Regions from separate parts of the Macaca mulatta genome. Here all the other regions are linked to region 3. Evidence: chromatin contacts called from public Hi-C data. All regions are on one chromosome and are shown on one strand. Each heading gives the region's core, a stretch centred on a gene start, on an enhancer-like site or on the middle of the called end of the contact. The rest is flanking DNA. Distances are from core to core; before and after follow the strand shown.

Evidence for each region. A called contact is a pair of places that touch in the nucleus more often than the background predicts.
Region 1: a Hi-C map of liver shows a contact between it and region 3, with 4 times the contacts expected there. The contact joins the promoter of ERCC5 here to the promoter of TPP2 in region 3. A contact is called at or near these places in 6 of 14 Hi-C or Micro-C datasets (CD4 T cells, blood, cortical neurons and 3 more).
Region 2: a Hi-C map of fetal cortex germinal zone shows a contact between it and region 3, with 2.2 times the contacts expected there. The contact joins the promoter of TEX30 here to the promoter of TPP2 in region 3. A contact is called at or near these places in 3 of 14 Hi-C or Micro-C datasets (cortical neurons, fetal cortex germinal zone and fetal cortical plate).

What each region holds. Positions count from the first base shown.
Region 1 is chr17:97,469,590-97,472,289 of T2T-MMU8v2.0, forward strand. ERCC5 (ERCC excision repair 5, endonuclease) reads left to right here and starts at 1,308. Exons shown (of 15, transcript XM_001096257.5): 1 at 1,308-1,616. The coding sequence starts at 1,529. It overlaps LOC144336180 (a long non-coding RNA gene), which reads right to left and starts at 1,041. Exons shown (of 2, transcript XR_013407720.1): 1 at 979-1,041.
Region 2 is chr17:97,400,349-97,403,048 of T2T-MMU8v2.0, forward strand. It overlaps TEX30 (testis expressed 30), which reads right to left and starts at 1,379. Exons shown (of 6, transcript NM_001266631.1): 1 at 1,285-1,379.
Region 3 is chr17:97,218,087-97,220,786 of T2T-MMU8v2.0, forward strand. It overlaps TPP2 (tripeptidyl peptidase 2), which reads left to right and starts at 1,445. Exons shown (of 29, transcript XR_003724179.2): 1 at 1,445-1,707.

The DNA.
Region 1 (2,700 bases), core at 58-2,557, 250 kb after region 3:
CTGTTAATTGATTTCTAGTCATTTCTGATCTACAAGTCGTGGCATTATAAATTTTAGATGCCGAAGAAAACTAAACTATTATGTCAAGGATTAAGGCTTGTGAACCCCCAAAATTTGAGACAGGTCTCAATTAATTTAGAAAGTTTATTTTGCCAATGTTAAGGAAGCACACCTGTGACACAGCCTCAGGAAGTCCAGATGACAGGTGCCCAAGGTGGTTGGGGCACAGCTTGGTTTTATACATTTTAGGGAGGCAGGAGACATCAATCAATATATGTAAGTACACTGGTTCCTTCCAGAAAGGTGGGGACAACTCGGAAGCACGAAGGGCTTCCAGGTCACAGGTAGATGAGGGAGGTAATCAGAATATGCGTCTATCTCAGTTAGCAGAGGAATGTCTGACTAGAATGGGAGGCAAGTTTTGCCCTGAGCAGTTCCCAGCTTGACTTTTTCCTTTTGTTCAGTAATGTTGGGACCCCAACATTTTCACAGGATTTAAATTTTATTACTCTTTGGTTACTACGTGCTAGCATACAAATAAATAGTACAAAACCAAGAAGGCATCCACCTTTCGGTTGTCTCTTCACGTGTAAAACAACATTTAGTGTTAAGTGTCTTCACAACTGGCGGCGCAAAGGTGAGAAACCGATACTAAAAAAGCGCGTAGAAAATCGTCACCTCACAGCCTGGGCAACACAGGGAGATCTCGTTTCTACAAAAATAATTCGCCCAGCATAGTGGTGCGCGCCTGCGGTCCCAGCTACTTGAGAGGCTGAGATGGGAGAATCGCTTGAGCTAGGGCAGCAGGAGTTCCAAGCTGCAGTGAGCTAAGAATGCGACGCTGCACTCCAGTATGGGCGACAGCGTGAGACCACAAAAACAAAAAACAAAAACCCGTTGCCCAACCAAGAAGGTGCTTTTGCACACTGTTTTAATGCTTAACGATTTCAGAATGCCAGCGTGGCGGTAGCAACTCACCAAGAAATCAACACTGGAGCTAAACCTCTCACTTCCGGAGTGCTGCAAGCGCAGAAAATATACGTCGGTACGGAGGCGGGACTTCCGCCCTGCGCGTCGTATTAGACGGAAACCGAGCGGGTCCATTCTTCGTGGGTTTGCGGACCCACCAGCAAAGGCGAACGGTGTCGCAGAGACATCTTCTGGCTGTTTCCGTCGCCTGCGTGGCCCTGTCACCCCGGTCTTCCATTAGAGGCGCAGACGTTTGGGCCTAAGCGCTGGCGAAGCGACGCCCTGCCCCTCCCCACCAACGGCCATTCTCTGGACCTGTCTTTCTTCCGGGAGGCGGTGACAGCAGCTGGGACGTGTTGCAGCCGGAGTCTCTCCCCTGTAATGCGCTCCCGTTAGTGCTTTCCCCCGCCCTGGAAAATCGTGGCTTCTGTATTATTTGCCATCTTTCCTGTGTAGGAGCAGGGAGGGCTTCCTCCCAGGGTCCTAGGCGGCGGTATAGCCCGTCGTAGAAGAATTAGAGTAGAAGTTGTTGGGTCCGCTCTGAGGACTCAGCCGCCTCATGGGGGTCCAGGGGCTCTGGAAGCTGCTGGAGTGCTCTGGGCGTCAGGTCAGCCCCGAGGCACTGGAAGGGAAGATCCTGGCTGTTGGTATCCTTAACGCCGCGTTGGGACTTGGGGTGCAGGGATTCGGGGCTGGATTCCTCGCGGGGCTCTGCCTTGGGCACAGAGTAGCATCTGCAGGATGACGGTCTTGGGTCGGGGTCGGGGTCGCTATAGAATCCCTGTCACTAGGGTTTCTAAGTACAGTCGTACCTCGGTATCCCCGGGGCTTTGGTTCCAGCCCCCCCTCCCCATACCGCGATGTTCAAGTTCCTTCAAGTCCCTTATATAATGGCGTGGTATTTGCATATAAACTATGCACTGCCTCCCGTAATCTTTTAAATCGCTTCTAGATTACTTGTAATACCGAATGCAATGTAAGTGATCTGTAAATAGTTGTTATACTGTATTTTTAAAATTTTTGTAGTTTTTATTGGTATGTTTTATTTATTTATTTTTTTCCACCGCAAATATTTTTGATCCGTGGTAGGTTGAGTGCGGAATCGGGTGATGAGGAGGGCCGCCCAGTCTGCTTTCCCCAGCTTTGCAGTCTTAGCGGCCTGTGCATCCTGGTTTGTCTCTTTGTGGCAGTGCTTTATGTTCCTTTCTGCTTTAATTCTCTCATCTGCAAAGTGGAGGTGGTGATAGTATCTACACACAGGATTGGAATGAGGAATAAATAAATTACCTAAATGAGAGAAGTTTAGCGCGAGTAATACAGTAAATCTTAAAGTTATTATCCCGTCCGGGAGGTCAGTATGGAGAGAAGAGTAGATTTCGACCATTAGTTTTGCTTGAGTCTTGCCCCATTTATGTTTCTTAGAGGAAGGGTAGTGTGGACAGGTGTTTTACCATTTTTTTAAAAATTGACTTTTTAAGGACTGTTGTTTTTGTACATGTTTGGCTGGTTTTGTTTGTCATTGGAATTAAATTCTTTTTGCATTAGCAAAACGTGATACTGTTTTTGAAATTTTGATCTTTTTCTTTGTTACGTAGTCTTTTTTTTTTTTTTTTTGAGTGTCTATTCTGGCTCAGAATCTGGTGATACCTTACACCAATTTCCTGAATGGGGATCTATGAGTCTAGGGGCTCGTGGGCTTGCGGAAAGAGTCCTGTAAATGATGGGGAGGGG
Region 2 (2,700 bases), core at 129-2,628, 180 kb after region 3:
TGCCTTGGCCTCCCAAACCGTTAGGAACCCAATGCGTTTGCCACCTCCCGGTCTGCTTTAGTATTTTTCAGACTTCACGATGCACAGTGTGTTCTTCACGGCTGGTGCACACATGCTGCTTTTCTTCAGAAACACGGAAAATGCCCCATAATACAATCCCCAAGCAATCTGCTCTAGGTCGTCTGGGTGTGTTTTTTTGAGACAGAATCTTGCTCTGTCCGCCAGGCTGGAGTGCAGTGGCGCAATCTCGGCGAACTGCAACCTCCGCCTCCTGGGTTCAAGCGATTCTCCAGCCTCAGCCTCCTGAGTAGCTGGGATTACAGATGGGCGCCACCACGCCCGGCTAATTTTTGTATTTTTAGTAGAGACAGGGTTTCCCCATGTTGGCCAGGCTGGTTTTGAACTCCTGACCTCAGGTGATCCACCCGCCTCGGCCTCCCATCGTGTTGGGATTACAGGCGTGAGCCACCGCGCCGGGCCACTGTCGTCTGGGTTTTCATCTCTGGCTTTAAGTTCAGAGAGGGCAGGGCTTCAAGACTGGCCCGGCCTCAGTGCCCTCAATGGCGATGGTGAAGATGACCGGCTAGAGGTGCTGCGCCCACGAAACGCCAGTGGTAGTGGCGTCCCGAGCGCCGGCTCCACGGGCTGGGCGGTCGGCGGAGTTCTAGGACAACTCCTACTCAAAGGGCTGGGCGATCACCTCCAACGCTACAGCCCCTTCAACTTTCAGTTACAAACGTTCGTGCCCTGTTACGTCCACAGCATTACGTTGGCTGTCGTGGGGCAAACAAAAACGTTGAGTCCGAGTCTTACAGCGGGTCGGGTCAACAACCGCAGCAAACATGGAGAGAAAATTCAAAGTGGGTCTCACGGGCGTGCGGGGCTCGGCGGCGCTCGGGCACGGGATCCGTTCCCTCCGCAAATGCGCGCTGCCGGGGCTGCCCCGCCGGCCGCCCCGGACGACCCCTCTCAACTCGGAGGATGCTTCGAGCCAGTCACCCGGGACTGGCTGACGCGGTCCAGGTTAGCCCCGTCCGGCTCTCCCTGTCCGTACCAACCCCACACTCCGCCCTCCTACCCGGCAAAGCCGACGAAGCCCCCACCGGCTGGTGCCCGCGGGCACCGAACTTAACGGAACGCCTCCCGGCTCGGACCAACCGCGCCTGAGGAGCGACGCCCGCGAGCCTCAAACGCCTCAGGCGGGCCTGCCGGGTGCTCTCCCCGTCTCGTCTCCCAGGAAGCCGCCCCTCAGACGGCGGCGCCAACCGCCACCGCCGCACTTACCCGGGAAGGCAAAAGTGGCCGCGGGCACCCAACCGCTGTCACTCCCTTCAGGGAGCTGACTAGCGCGCTCGAAGCGACCGCCTCGCCTGCCCCGCCACAGTGATCGGCTACGACGCACGCGCGCGCAGGCCACGCCCCCGGGTGCGCGGGCCGGGCCGCAGAGCACGTCGGGAGCGTGAGTCTCCCAGCCCGCCACATCCTGGGGCGGTACGCGCGGAGAGGCCGAGCCGGGGGAAGGCGCCAGGGTGGCCGCCGCCTCAGCAGCACTCGGACGGCTGGAAAGTCAGCCCCAGTTTCCGCCTCCCCCAGGATTGCTCCACTCGGAGCTTTTCCTCATCCCAGCCACCACTCCATTCCGAGGCGCCATCAGCTCTGACCAGTCTCTTCCTCACATCCATTGTCAATTCGTTAGTCCCGTTAGGGTCAAACGCTTACGGAATCCAACCGCTTCGCACACTTCTACATGGGGTCAAGCCTCCTGTTATCTTTGCGGGGATGACTGTAACGGGATAACGGTCGCTTCGTACCATCTTGCCCCCGCCTGGGCCTTGTCGGCGACGCCGCAGCCACGTGGATGCTGTGGAAGCCTACCCGCGCCCCCCTACCCCGCCAGATCTTCCAAACGCTCCGCGCTCATCGCCAAAGCCAGCGGCCGGCAGTGGCCTAGGCTGTTGCACGCGATGGGTCCCCCACATCTCCCCTCTCTATCTCCTTTCCCTGGAGATAGCAAACATGGAGAGAAAATTCAAAGTGGGTCAGCCTCTGCTATCCTCACCATCACCCACCAGGCACGAACCCACGACGACGGGCTTTTGTCGTGGCTTCTCCCTCCCAGCGTGGGCCGTGTCTTCTCGGGGTCGGCAGGGTGCGTGGTTTTCACAGCGAGGCCTCTCCTGATCGCCTCCTCGCTCTTCCTGTTCTTCCCTGGTCACCTCACGAGCTATGGATGTGTCTGTCTCCTCACTGCACTATAAGCTCCCAGGTGAAAACAGGGTTGCTTTTTGTAAATTTTTGTTTTCATTGAGAACCTCCTGTGTGTGAATAATGCTCAGAAAAAAATATATATATATTAAATGAATGACTCTTCCCCAAGCCCAGTGCAGCTGGCACCTGCCCTCTTTTCTGTCACGGTACGTACAAGGAAATACATTCCACAAAACCACATAGTCACTGTCATTTATCACAAGTGTTTTCCCAAATTACAAAGTCTTAATACTTCCTTGTCTCCTAAGTTTTTAGCTGTGTTTTTTAAAAAAGTTTCTTTACATGCCATAAAATTCACTCATTTGAAGTACACCATTCAATGATTTTCAGTAATTTTAAAACCATTTGCAACCATCACTATAATTTAAGAACATTTCCATTATCCCCCCGAAAAGTATGTGCACTGTTACAGTTGAGGTAGGAGATCAGCAG
Region 3 (2,700 bases), core at 195-2,694:
CAGCCATGAGAATAATTTTTGAGACTTCATGGAGGATCTCTGAAATTCTGTGGGTTGGAAACCACATGCATAAGGCTTTCCTTTATACCAGGTATTCTTAACTTGGTGTCCATAGACAGAATCCAAGGGGTTCAAAAACTTCTGTAGAAAAAAGATACAAACCTCTTAATTTTTTTCACATCAAGTATGAATGTAGGCAAAACCAGGGTAGCATTTGCTGTTACATTACCAATAAAAATCAGTTCATCATAGTGCAGTTTTCACTGCTATCTCCAAATAATTATATTCTTCATTGTTTTGAAGTTATGGTAGTTTATTAGCCTTGGCCCTAGCTCCTGTTATTTAATGAAAAAGAAGCACACCTGTAACTATATACCACATGTAAAGCTATTGTTATATAACAAAACTGCCTTTACTATTTTTGATAACAGCATTTAAATATAATTTATTTCTTGGGTAATCCTATATATTTCATTGTATGCATTTTAAAACACTGCTTGAGAAATAGGCCTCACCAAATTGCCAAAGGGGTCTTTGGCACAATAAAAGGCTAAGATTACCCTGGCATGAGCATAGACATAAAGATCATTAGAGGACCACTGTGCAGCTTGCAGCAACTGACAGCAGGCACTGTGAGTTTGGAAAACTACAAATTATGGCTCTATAATTGAGTGGAGAGCCGTAAAGAGCAATCAGAAACTTCAGTGTAAGAGGGGGAAAAAAAGATGTTTTTCAGAAATCCTGGAAGGTAAGGATCAGCAGATAGGAGGGGCCCATTTCAGTCTCGTGCTTTGTTACTGGCTACAAAGGCGACGGAATGGCCAACAACTCACTTCCTGTTGACTGAAACTATTGCCTGTCTCCACCCTATTGCTCCCCCTCACCACCTCACCCCCATCAAAGGCGCATAACAACACAGGGGAACCCAAAGCCTACACCCCTTAACCTGCGACCTTCCAAGTTCATGTCCGGAGCTTTCGCCGACACCGCGGGCTCCTTAGCAGCTAAGCGTGCGTGCGCCGGCTCCCTCGCCTCGGGTCAGCACCCCGGGTCTGGGGCCCCTGCAGCAGCCGCACCGAAAAGTTTCATCCACAACCTTAAGTTTGGAAACTATCGTTTGCCCAGCGAAGGGTTCCCACTATTCCTGGCTGGCGGTCTATCTCCTTGCCCGTCTCTCGGGGAGTGTTTCGGTCCGAGACACCAGGACTCTTTGCTTAGAGGCCTGCTGTTGCCTAAAACCCCAAGCGCGGGCCTCTTTAGGACCCCAGGTTCGAGATCCGAACCCTCCAGTAATAGCCTCAGACTCCGCCCCCTTCACTGCAGCCCGGGCAATACTCGGGCCTAGCTCCTGAGAGCGGCGCCGTTGGCTTACGTAGTAGTACGTGATTGGCCACCGCTCCTTGGCAGGTCGGGATTGGTGGGAGAGGGGCCGACCCCGCCCCTCGCCCCCGCCTCCGGCCCGAGGCCGCACGGGTGTCCTCGCGCTGCTAGTCCGCGCGCAGCCTGGCAGTTTGCCGCTTCCTCGTCCTCCATCCTGCGTCCATGGCCACTGCTGCGACTGAGGAGCCCTTCCCTTTTCACGGTCTCCTGCCGAAGAAGGAGACCGGAGCCGCCTCCTTCCTCTGCCGCTACCCGGAGTATGACGGGCGGGGGGTACTCATCGCCGTCCTGGACACGGGGGTGGACCCGGGGGCTCCGGGCATGCAGGTGAGGCAGCCCCCGAGAGCCCGGGCGTGGAGGCGCGGGCGGCCGGGGACGCGGGTGGGGACACAGCTTCGGAGCCCGGCATGCCAAAGCCCCGCTCTGCGGCCGAGTCCGGGCCTGGGTGGGCAGCACTGGGGTGGGCAGAGGTCAGAGCCGGGCGCTGGAGGGACCGGCGCCCGCCAAGGGTACTAACGGCGCACCGTGCCAGGGTCGCTGGGCGGGCGAGGGCCTGGACCCCAGGTTGGGCCGTGTTCCCGGCCCAACAAAAGCAGCGTGCCCGGCGCGGCTGGCTAGGGGGAGCCTGGGTCCGCCTTTGGCCCCAGGGACCCCCCTTCCTTCTCGCTTCGGCGCTGCCAGGCCGGACCCCCAGAGGCTCCTTCCCTCCACGCCGCCTTCCTCTGCAGACCCCTCGTGCCTCGGACACTGGTCCCTGCCTGACGTTTTTAAAGAGAATTTTACAGCTTTTATCATTGGGGTGGGGTGGGGACACCAGATAGGCAAGTGACATGAGAACTTAATGTTTAGGGATCGGGAGCTTTGGTTTGGGGAAGAATAGCTTGTCTTTAAGCACGAAAGCTGGGTTTCCAGAAGATAACCCAGTCCGCTTCCGGAATTGTTTCCTGTGGTAGTTTTGTGTATTCTATTTTTAAACGATCTTCTGCAGCGTATTTGCTTAGGGTCATTGAATCTTGTGGCTTAGTCTTCGTTTACATAAGGAGAATTCAGTTAGGTTTGGTTTTGGTGAGCCTCTCAGACCTTATGAAATGATGCGACTTTTTTTTTTTTTTTTTAAACCTGAAAGCATAAAACGGTGTTTAAAAATTACTTAGTTTTGCCTTAAGCAACTTTAAAATCTGTAGATTCAGGGTATCATACCAGAAGGTAGTTTTTTTTTTTTTTTAAAGTATGTTGTCTCTCGTTGAAAGCATTCTGTTTAAAGTCTGTAAAGTTTAACTTTTGTACATTTAGCCCTTTGCTGAAATCCAGTAATAAATT